3 separate regions of the Mus musculus genome follow, and all the other regions are linked to region 1. A link is a contact called in public Hi-C and HiChIP or PLAC-seq data. All regions are on one chromosome and are shown on one strand. The core of a region is the stretch at or near the end of the contact, and the rest is flanking DNA. Distances in the headings are between cores, read along the strand shown. Region 1 overlaps Slc39a11 (solute carrier family 39 (metal ion transporter), member 11). Region 2 holds the start of Sstr2 (somatostatin receptor 2). Region 3 has its middle 18 kb from the start of Slc39a11.

What was found. A called contact is a pair of places that touch in the nucleus more often than the background predicts. HiChIP or PLAC-seq counts read pairs in DNA pulled down with a chosen protein or histone mark.
Region 2: a contact with region 1 is called in an H3K4me3 HiChIP or PLAC-seq map of embryonic basal ganglia, with 3 times the contacts expected there. The contact joins the promoter of Sstr2 here to the enhancer-like site in region 1. A contact is called at or near these places in 6 of 39 promoter capture datasets (the 3T3-L1 cell line, cranial neural crest, frontonasal cranial neural crest and 3 more), 1 of 15 datasets of contacts at CTCF or cohesin (pro-B cells), 11 of 484 Hi-C or Micro-C datasets (the N1E-115 cell line, cerebral cortex, cortical neurons and 4 more), 15 of 115 datasets of contacts at active chromatin or transcription factors (the SCID.adh cell line, T-cell acute lymphoblastic leukemia, craniofacial prominence and 10 more) and 4 of 9 other capture datasets (adipose tissue, embryonic stem cells, liver and 1 more).
Region 3: a contact with region 1 is called in a Hi-C map of the N1E-115 cell line, with 2.1 times the contacts expected there. The contact joins two enhancer-like sites. A contact is called at or near these places in 2 of 484 Hi-C or Micro-C datasets (B cells and the N1E-115 cell line) and 2 of 115 datasets of contacts at active chromatin or transcription factors (embryonic basal ganglia and embryonic stem cells).

What each region holds. Positions count from the first base shown.
Region 1 is chr11:113,438,577-113,441,114 of GRCm38.p6, reverse strand. All of the region lies in intron 5 of Slc39a11 (solute carrier family 39 (metal ion transporter), member 11), which reads left to right. Among named protein-coding and RNA genes, the nearest start is that of Gm51928, 19 kb to the left of the region's middle. Within about 2 kb of position 1,269, at least 69 of the 459 cell types and tissues checked have an H3K27ac peak or open chromatin away from gene starts, as enhancers often do. A contact at or near this core is called in the N1E-115 cell line, cerebral cortex, cortical neurons and 4 more, where this site is marked.
Region 2 is chr11:113,618,064-113,620,601 of GRCm38.p6, reverse strand. It overlaps Sstr2 (somatostatin receptor 2), which reads right to left and starts at 1,275. Exons shown (of 2, transcript NM_001042606.3): 1 at 980-1,275. It also overlaps a transcript of Slc39a11 not described here.
Region 3 is chr11:113,583,029-113,585,566 of GRCm38.p6, reverse strand. It overlaps a transcript of Slc39a11 not described here. Among named protein-coding and RNA genes, the nearest start is that of Slc39a11, 18 kb to the right of the region's middle. Within about 2 kb of position 1,261, at least 22 of the 459 cell types and tissues checked have an H3K27ac peak or open chromatin away from gene starts, as enhancers often do. A contact at or near this core is called in the N1E-115 cell line, where this site is marked.

The sequences.
Region 1 (2,538 bases), core at 20-2,519:
TGAGTCGTTTGTTTCCCAAGTCTTAAGGAGTGTCTTTCCAGGATGGAATATTTTAACTCAGAGGAAGTTGCCATACAACACCAAGCAGGTACTGAGGTCAGAGGTCTCAGGTCACTGAGGGCAGAGTAGGCAGCCCTTGACAATACAGAAATGACCTTAACTACACAGATGATCTTTTCCCTAATTCCATTACCCTCTCCAAGTTCTCATGCCCCTCTTTAATTTGCAGATGTTCTGAAAAACGTTGATCCCATCTCAGGGTTAAGAAATATCCTGCATGTGTATGTCTGTCTCTGTCTGTCTCTCTGTCTCTGTCTGTCTCTCTTTGTCTCTCTCTCTCTCTCTCTCTCTCTCTCTCTCTCTCTGTATGTGTGTGTGTGTGTGTGTGTGTGTGTGTATGTGTGTGTGTGTGTGTGTAACGAAGAGTTTTCCCTTTCTTGACTGACAAACTGTCTGCTAGTGGTATGTAACTCTGCCTGGGCATGTTTGGTGAATCCCTCTTATGGCCTCACCATGAGTTGAGGTATGGAAGCTGTGGGGTCCCTCCTGGTAGAAGTCATACCTGGTAAACAGAAACTAAGATAATATCTGCATTCAGGAAGACAGCTTCAGTGGCCACAGGAAGGCCTTAGCCTACCCTTGAACTTGGCCTTTGGCCCATGTCTAATCTTTAGATTCCAGCCAAGACACTTTAGAAAGGAAGTGGATGAGGATTCCTGTAAAGGAGAGAAGCAGGACATATATCTGGTGGCCTTGGGATAGTGATGTCCTGGTGAAGTGGCAGCCAGGTCCACATGTGGCCATTTCTAGTTTAGAAAGCCTAGAAAATAGGATTAGAAAAGGAATGGAAGTTTCCTTGCACAGTGGAACTCTGTGGGACCAGCCTTCAGGACTCCCAGAAATGCAGGATGGATTTTGTTAGAGGGCAGAGACCTGCCTGTGAGAAAAGTGGTGGATGTATATGTTTATGTATGTGTTAATTGTAACGGAGTCCATTTCTCCCTTGCTGTCATAAGGTTTTGAGATTTTTCTTGTTTGCCTGTGTATGGCCATGCATGTTTCTGTGCACACACGTACAAAGGGCACGCTTGTCTGCATGCATCCACGTTCCACCTCTGTGAATGTGGCTGACAATATGCCGTGTCTCAGAGATTACAAAAACTGTGGAGATTAATGGGGCACTCAGAGGCAGTTAACTCCAGAGCTGGCTCACTGACTGAGCAGAAATTCCCATTGTTCTGAAGACAAGCTGCTCCCACTTGATCCCCTCTCAAGAAACAAAAGCCTCCTTTGTGTGCGCCTGTGTTCCTAGGCAAGGGCAGACGTGTGGACGTGTGTCGCAGTAGACAGCACTAGACGCGGACAGATGGTGGTGTGGGTGTGAGTGGCTGGCTCCTGTCTACACAAAGGGAAAAGGGCGGGTTTTTGAAAAATGTCTACTTAGCAGAGTTTTTATTTTCGTGGATTCAGGGACATTTTAGTTAAAGGTGTGAATCCAGGAGCTGTGGGGTGTGAGCTGATGCCGGCTGACGGGCGCGTGGGACCATCTGGGCTGCATGGCGTGTGGTTACTGTCAGCCTGGCTCAACTCTGCCCACTGCCAGGATTAACAAGGGGCCGGCACATGAGTGTAGCACACAGGGAAGGTTGTGAGTGTAACACACGTGGAAGGTGGTGGGGTGGGTAGAGGGAGGTCGGTAGGAGTGAGCTGAGCCAGAGGGTCTCATATGTACCCAGGGGACTTTTAACTTACAGGGAAGACCGAGTGGGCACAGGGAGAGAGGGGCCTGTGCTGTGAAAAGGAGAATTTGTGACTTAGATGTCACACACCATGGTAGGTAGGGCCAGAGGAAATCGGCAGGAGGCAGAAGTCAAGACTGCCAGGAAAGTCAGAGTGTGGGCTCCCCTGGAGAAGGAGGTTCCAGTGGGGCTGGAGAGATGCTCTGCAGACAAGCTCCTAAGCTCTTCCAAGCACTCCGGTCGGATGGCTCACAACCGCCTATAACCCCATTTGCAGGGCACTTGTCTCCCTCTTCTGGTTTTGCAGGCGCCCTCACACATGTGCCCATAATCCACACATACATATACATGATTAAAGATTAAAAGCTGTGCTTACAAACAGGAGCATAACATGGCTGTCCTCTGAGAGGCCCTACCAGCAGCTGACTGAGAGAGATGCAGAGACTTAGAGCCAACCATTAGCCTGGAGTTGGGGACCCTTATGGAAGTACGAGGGGAAGGATTGGAGGAGCTGAAGGGGGTGGGTGGCAACCCCAACCCCATAGGAATGCCAACAATCTCAACTAACCCAGCCCCCTGGGAGCTCCCAGAGACCAACCAAAGAGCATACATGGTCTGGTCAGAGGCCCCTGGCACATAGATAGCAGATGACTGCCTGATCTGGCCTCGGTGGGAGAAGATGTGCCTAACTCTCCAGAGACTTGAGGCCCCAGAGAAAGGGGATGTCTGGGGTCGGGGGCACAGAGGGGAGCACCCTCTCAGAGGCAAAGGGGAGGGGGAATGGGATGAAGAACTATAG
Region 2 (2,538 bases), core at 26-2,525, 180 kb before region 1:
TCAAGACCTCCCCATCTCCAAGCCTACCAGACACCTACACACACACACACACACACACACACACACACACACACACACACCCCTCCAAGAATCTGAGGTTGGAACTTGCAGCAGCCCTGTGTAGCCCACCACGATGCTAGAGTGCCCCTCGCCATTGGGGCGAAGGTAGATAAGCGAGGCTCAGGACGATGGAGTTAGTGTGAGGAAAATATTTAGGGTCATAACTCGCTGACTCTGGAAACAACGTGTTCCCTAAGGGATCTTTACCGTTTCTAGGCAGACTGAGGGAGAGTGGATTGCGGTGCCTGCAATGTCCAGCTTCGAAACGCAGAGGGGACTGAGGTGCCAGGGGCAGCTAGGAGCGCTGACAGTCGCTTGGGGACCTGACCATTCAGTAGCTGGTTCTCTCCAATCTAGACAGATTCTCTGCCTGAGGGCGGCGGGTGGGGGGGGGGGGGAGGGAGGGGGACCTGACCGCAGACGAATTTGGGCTGCCTCCCCATCAGGGCGATAAAGAGCCCTGAAGAATCTGCTTTCCTTCTTTTTCGGTGACGTCCCCATCACTGTCCCTCCCTAACTTAGGTCTCAGACTGTGGACCCTGTGGTGGCACTTGGCATGTCCCTTCTCCTTTAGCTGGTGTCTCTTTCCTCGGACCAGGGCTGTTTCGCAGGTGGCTAGGAAACAAGTTGTCCCCATCGGACACGCAGGGCACACGCCACGGTACTTGGGCATTTTCTTTGAGAACAAATCCGTCCCAGAACACACTACCTTTCCACCCCAGACACCACGATATGCATCTTTCATCCACCTGTCACCTCCAAAGGCACAAAAACAGAGAATTTGCGCGCCGGGACCAACGTGCAGGTCGCCGGGATCGGCGGTCTATCCCCAGAACAGATGCATGCAGGTGCCCAAAGTGTGCTTGTCCCTCCCTCCATCTCACGGTGACACACGCGTATGCACACTGGCACCCCTCACCTTGGTTTTCCTCGAGCACTCGCTTCCCTGTGTTCTCTAGCACCCAGAAGCTGTTCTTTTACCCAGCTGGGCGTCCAGGAGCACAGCAGGCTTAGCGGGTGTTTGGCGCTCAGCAGTGGCTCCCGGGGCTCCCAGCTTCCTTGGCTGGCTCGTGCTGGCCCTTCTGGCGTCTGAGAGAGCTTGCCCGGGCCCCGAGAGAGCTAGCTTGGCCTGTAGATCATTGACGCCCAGCCGCGGACTGGTGCTCCAGGCGCCGGTGGCCTCGCGAGCGCGCCGGTGGCTGCGCCGCTAGCAGTGGCCCGGGCGGGTGGCAGCCCCTGGGCACACTTCCCCACGCCCCCGCCCGTGACGTCACGGCAGCTTGGCTCCGCCTGCCGGGTCCTGTTGGACCCGGTGAGCAGAGTGGAGAAAACCTGCGGGTGGCCCAGGATAAGACAGCAGACCTTGATGCTGTTGGATGGTGAAGCGATGTCAGTGTCTCCACGACTCCTCCCTATGAGGGCGCGCGTGGCTTTCTTTCCGATTTCAGTGACTCGGTCTGGTTTTACCCAACAAATTCCAGGCAGCTGGTGCGGCGACTTGGGTGACCTAGACTAGCTCCGGGACCTTTAAGACGTGTTCTCAAGTTTGCAAAGCCGTGCCTACCACGGTCCAGTCCCGGGAACAGGGCACAGGTTGCAGAGTCAGGCTAAGGGCAGAGGAAAAAGGGGTGACAGCAGCAAGCGTGTCTCCCGTGCAGGCGCCTGCAGGTGTGCAAGCGCGGGGCACCTGGCTTCAGTTCCTGCAGCCAGCAGGCTCCGCGGGCTCCACCGCTCTCCCAACTGGAGGCCCCGGGCCATGCAGTCTCTTCTAGCTTTAATTTAGCCCGTCAGTCACTGCTTGCTGGTCTGACCCAGCCCCAGCCCAACCGTTCCGCCTACGCGCGCTGTGGCGCTCTGCGGGAGCAAGGAGGGACTCACAAGAAGTGGGAGATGTGTCGCATCAAGTTGCAGCTATTTATTTTTTGACTGTGATGATTCAGCCGATGTTCCAATAGTTTAATAAGTCATAATCAATCCTGTAGCCTCCCTTCCTTCACCTCTTAACACTCCCCCAGAGAGAGAGAGAGAGAGAGAGAGAGAGAGAGAGGAGAGAGAGAGGAGAGAGAGGGGAGAGAGAGGAGAGAGAGAGGGGCAGAGACAGACAGACAGACAGAGACAGTGAGTGCACCCTGGTGGTTTCTAGAACATGAAAAATCAGAAAACAAACCCCCCCCCCCCCGATTAGCTTTCTCTGTGGGTCCTGATGCAGCCATCCTGTTTTTGATCTGCTTGCGGGTTCATCGGGGAAAAGCATAAATCCAGGAGTTGTGTATGTGCGGTGAGTTTTGACAGGGAGCCAGGCAGCAGGTAAAAGCAGCCCGGAATTCTTGTAAGTCAGAGTGTCGCTCACTGGCACCATCTCTACGAGATGTGTGGGCTCTGTGGACTTGATGGAGATTGAAGCAGTGGTTGTCGGGTCCTAGTGTTGTGTGGGTTGGCTTGTCTTTAGGTTTTTTTATGGGCGGGGTTGAAGGGTTG
Region 3 (2,538 bases), core at 12-2,511, 140 kb before region 1:
TGATACTTTACCTTTTTCAAATCGCTCAAACTCAAGGTAGCTTTTTATTTTTATTTTTTTCACAGTATTTGCCTGGGGCCCTACTGATGCTAATCCAGACTGGTAGGTTTAAGACATACATTCAAGTCAGGCTTGGTGGTGTGTATCTGGAAACTGAGGTAGGGGAGTCATGTGTTCCTGGCCAGTTGGGGTCATGAGGAGAGTTTAAAATTAGCCTGGGTACATTGGTACTTTGGAACTCCATCTCAAAAGAAAATGTGTGTGCAGGGGTGGTGAGATGGCTTGGCGAATAAAGGGGCTTGCTGTTAAACCTGACAACCTGAGTTCGATTCCCTGGGTTTACAAAATGGATGGAGAGCACCAACTTCTACCACCAAGTTGTCCTCTGTCATGTGCTGTGGTGTGCACAGGTTTTTGGTGTGTGAGTGTATGTGTGTGTTTGAGACAAGGTCACATGTATTCCAGGCAGGACTCAAACTTATTCTGTATCCATGGACAAGTTTAAACTCCTTCCCTCAGGAGGCGGGGGATTACAGGTGTGTACTGCCACACCCAGTTCATACTATACAGAGGATGAAACCTAGGGCCTAGTGCATGCTGGGTAAGCTACAGTCCCCCAATCCAGCTTTTCCAAGATGCTAAATTGTGCTGGGAGGAGGTCAAGAACACATTTTTTGTTTTGTTTTGTTTTGTTTTTGTTTTTTGAGACAGGGTTTCTGTATAGCCCTGGCTGTCCTGGAACTTACTTTGTAGACCAGGCTGGCCTCGAACTCAGAAATCCTCCTGCCTCTGCCTCTCGAGTGCTGGGATTAAAGGCGTGCGCCACCATGCCCCACAAGAACACATTTTATAATTGGCAAAATATATACAGGCTTGCCTTCCTCCCAAGCAGTAAGGGTGGGTAAGGCCCCTGCCCCCGCTGGTCTGGAGGCAGTTATGGGGGGCTTTTGGCAGTCCCCAAACATCACGCTGTGACACAAATAGTAAACAGCACTCCTCTGCAGTGGGGGCAGAGCTGTGAGTGCCCCAGCCTGGGATGGCTTCTCAGCTGCCTTCTGTTAGATAGCTGGGGAGGATGCAGATGGATCACTGTGGCTATCAACAACAATCACTTCCCCACCCCCTTTTAGACAACGCCATCAGAAAGCGGCTGATGTGACTCAGAATGGTCCGGGAATGAAAGGCAAAAGGCTTCTTATTGCCTTCTGTGGGTTAAATAATAGAGAGCAGTTGTGGGTGGAGGGGCAGATGGCACGAGCTCCCAGCAGCTGGAGGCTGCTTGTCTTCATTACTGTCACCAACAGAAGGCTTCCTCTTAGACATGGGATAGCCTTTGGTCACCCAGCTGATTCTCTTCAGGAGCCTGCAGGGTTCAACCTGGCCTCTTTTTCAAGACTCTAATGAACCCGTTAGCTGGCAGGAGGCTCACACTCACTCCTGTAAGCACCTCTCTCCTTTGTCCGGACTTGTGGTCCTTAACTGGGGCCCTCTCTGGTCCCATGGGAGACTGCCTTAGCTGTTACATCCGAGTTTCTGCTAAGCAGGCTATTGTGTGTGCCCTGTCTGGCTTGGGTACTCCTCTGCGCTGTGTTTGGGAAGCTGTAGCCAAACAAAGCAGCCTCTGAGGTCCAGATGATCCGGTTGCCCCACCCTTTCCTGAAACACAGAGACAAGAAAATGGACCAAGGATTTGGTTGGTGTCTGGTGCAGCCTCTTACAGGGCAAGGCCCTAATTGTATACAAAATGCTGTCTTTCACCCAGCACTGAATTTGGAAGGTTCCCCTTGGTGTAAACACAAGAAGAAATAGTGCATGCCTGGAGCCATAGATAGAGTGAGGGACAACTCCCATGTAGTGGTTCGGTATCCTTCGTGCATGTCCTGGGGAGCTGGCTGAGGTTTGGGCCCAGGGTCATCCACTCAGAAGCCTGGCACTCTGCATCTTTAATAGACCCCCGTCTATGCTGGGTGTGTGAGCATCACAGGTTGAGAGGCAAGGCATAAACCTGACCCCTGAGGCCCCGTGGTTAGGACTGGCATTGTTCCTTTCAGGGCTAAAACGGGGAAGCCCTTCTTGAAGCTCTGTAGCTGTGTGTTCAGTTTTCCTTCACTGTTGCGACCCAGCAGCCTGGGCACTGACTCAATGGCCCTGGGAAGATCTGGATGGTTGGTCACCCGGGGGAGGGCTGTGTGGTTATGTGTGTGTAGGTGTGTGTGTGTGTGTACACATGGGGAGGCCGGAGGATAACTTTGGCTGTTATTCCCAGGAGGACTGTCCATCTTCTTTCAGGACATCTCCTTGTCCTGAAGCTCATTAATGAGGCTAGCTTGGAGCCAGGGATCTTCCAGTCTCTACCTATCACGGAGGGGATTGTCGGGGACAACTTAGGTGTCAACCTCAATCTTGCACCTTGTCTGAGACAGGCTCTCTTGATTGATTGCTTACAGTTGTGTACCTCAGATTAGCTGGCCCTCGAGGGCTTCAGGTTATCCTCCTGGATTGTAGTTCCTCTGCCTGCCATCTTGCCACAGGAATGCT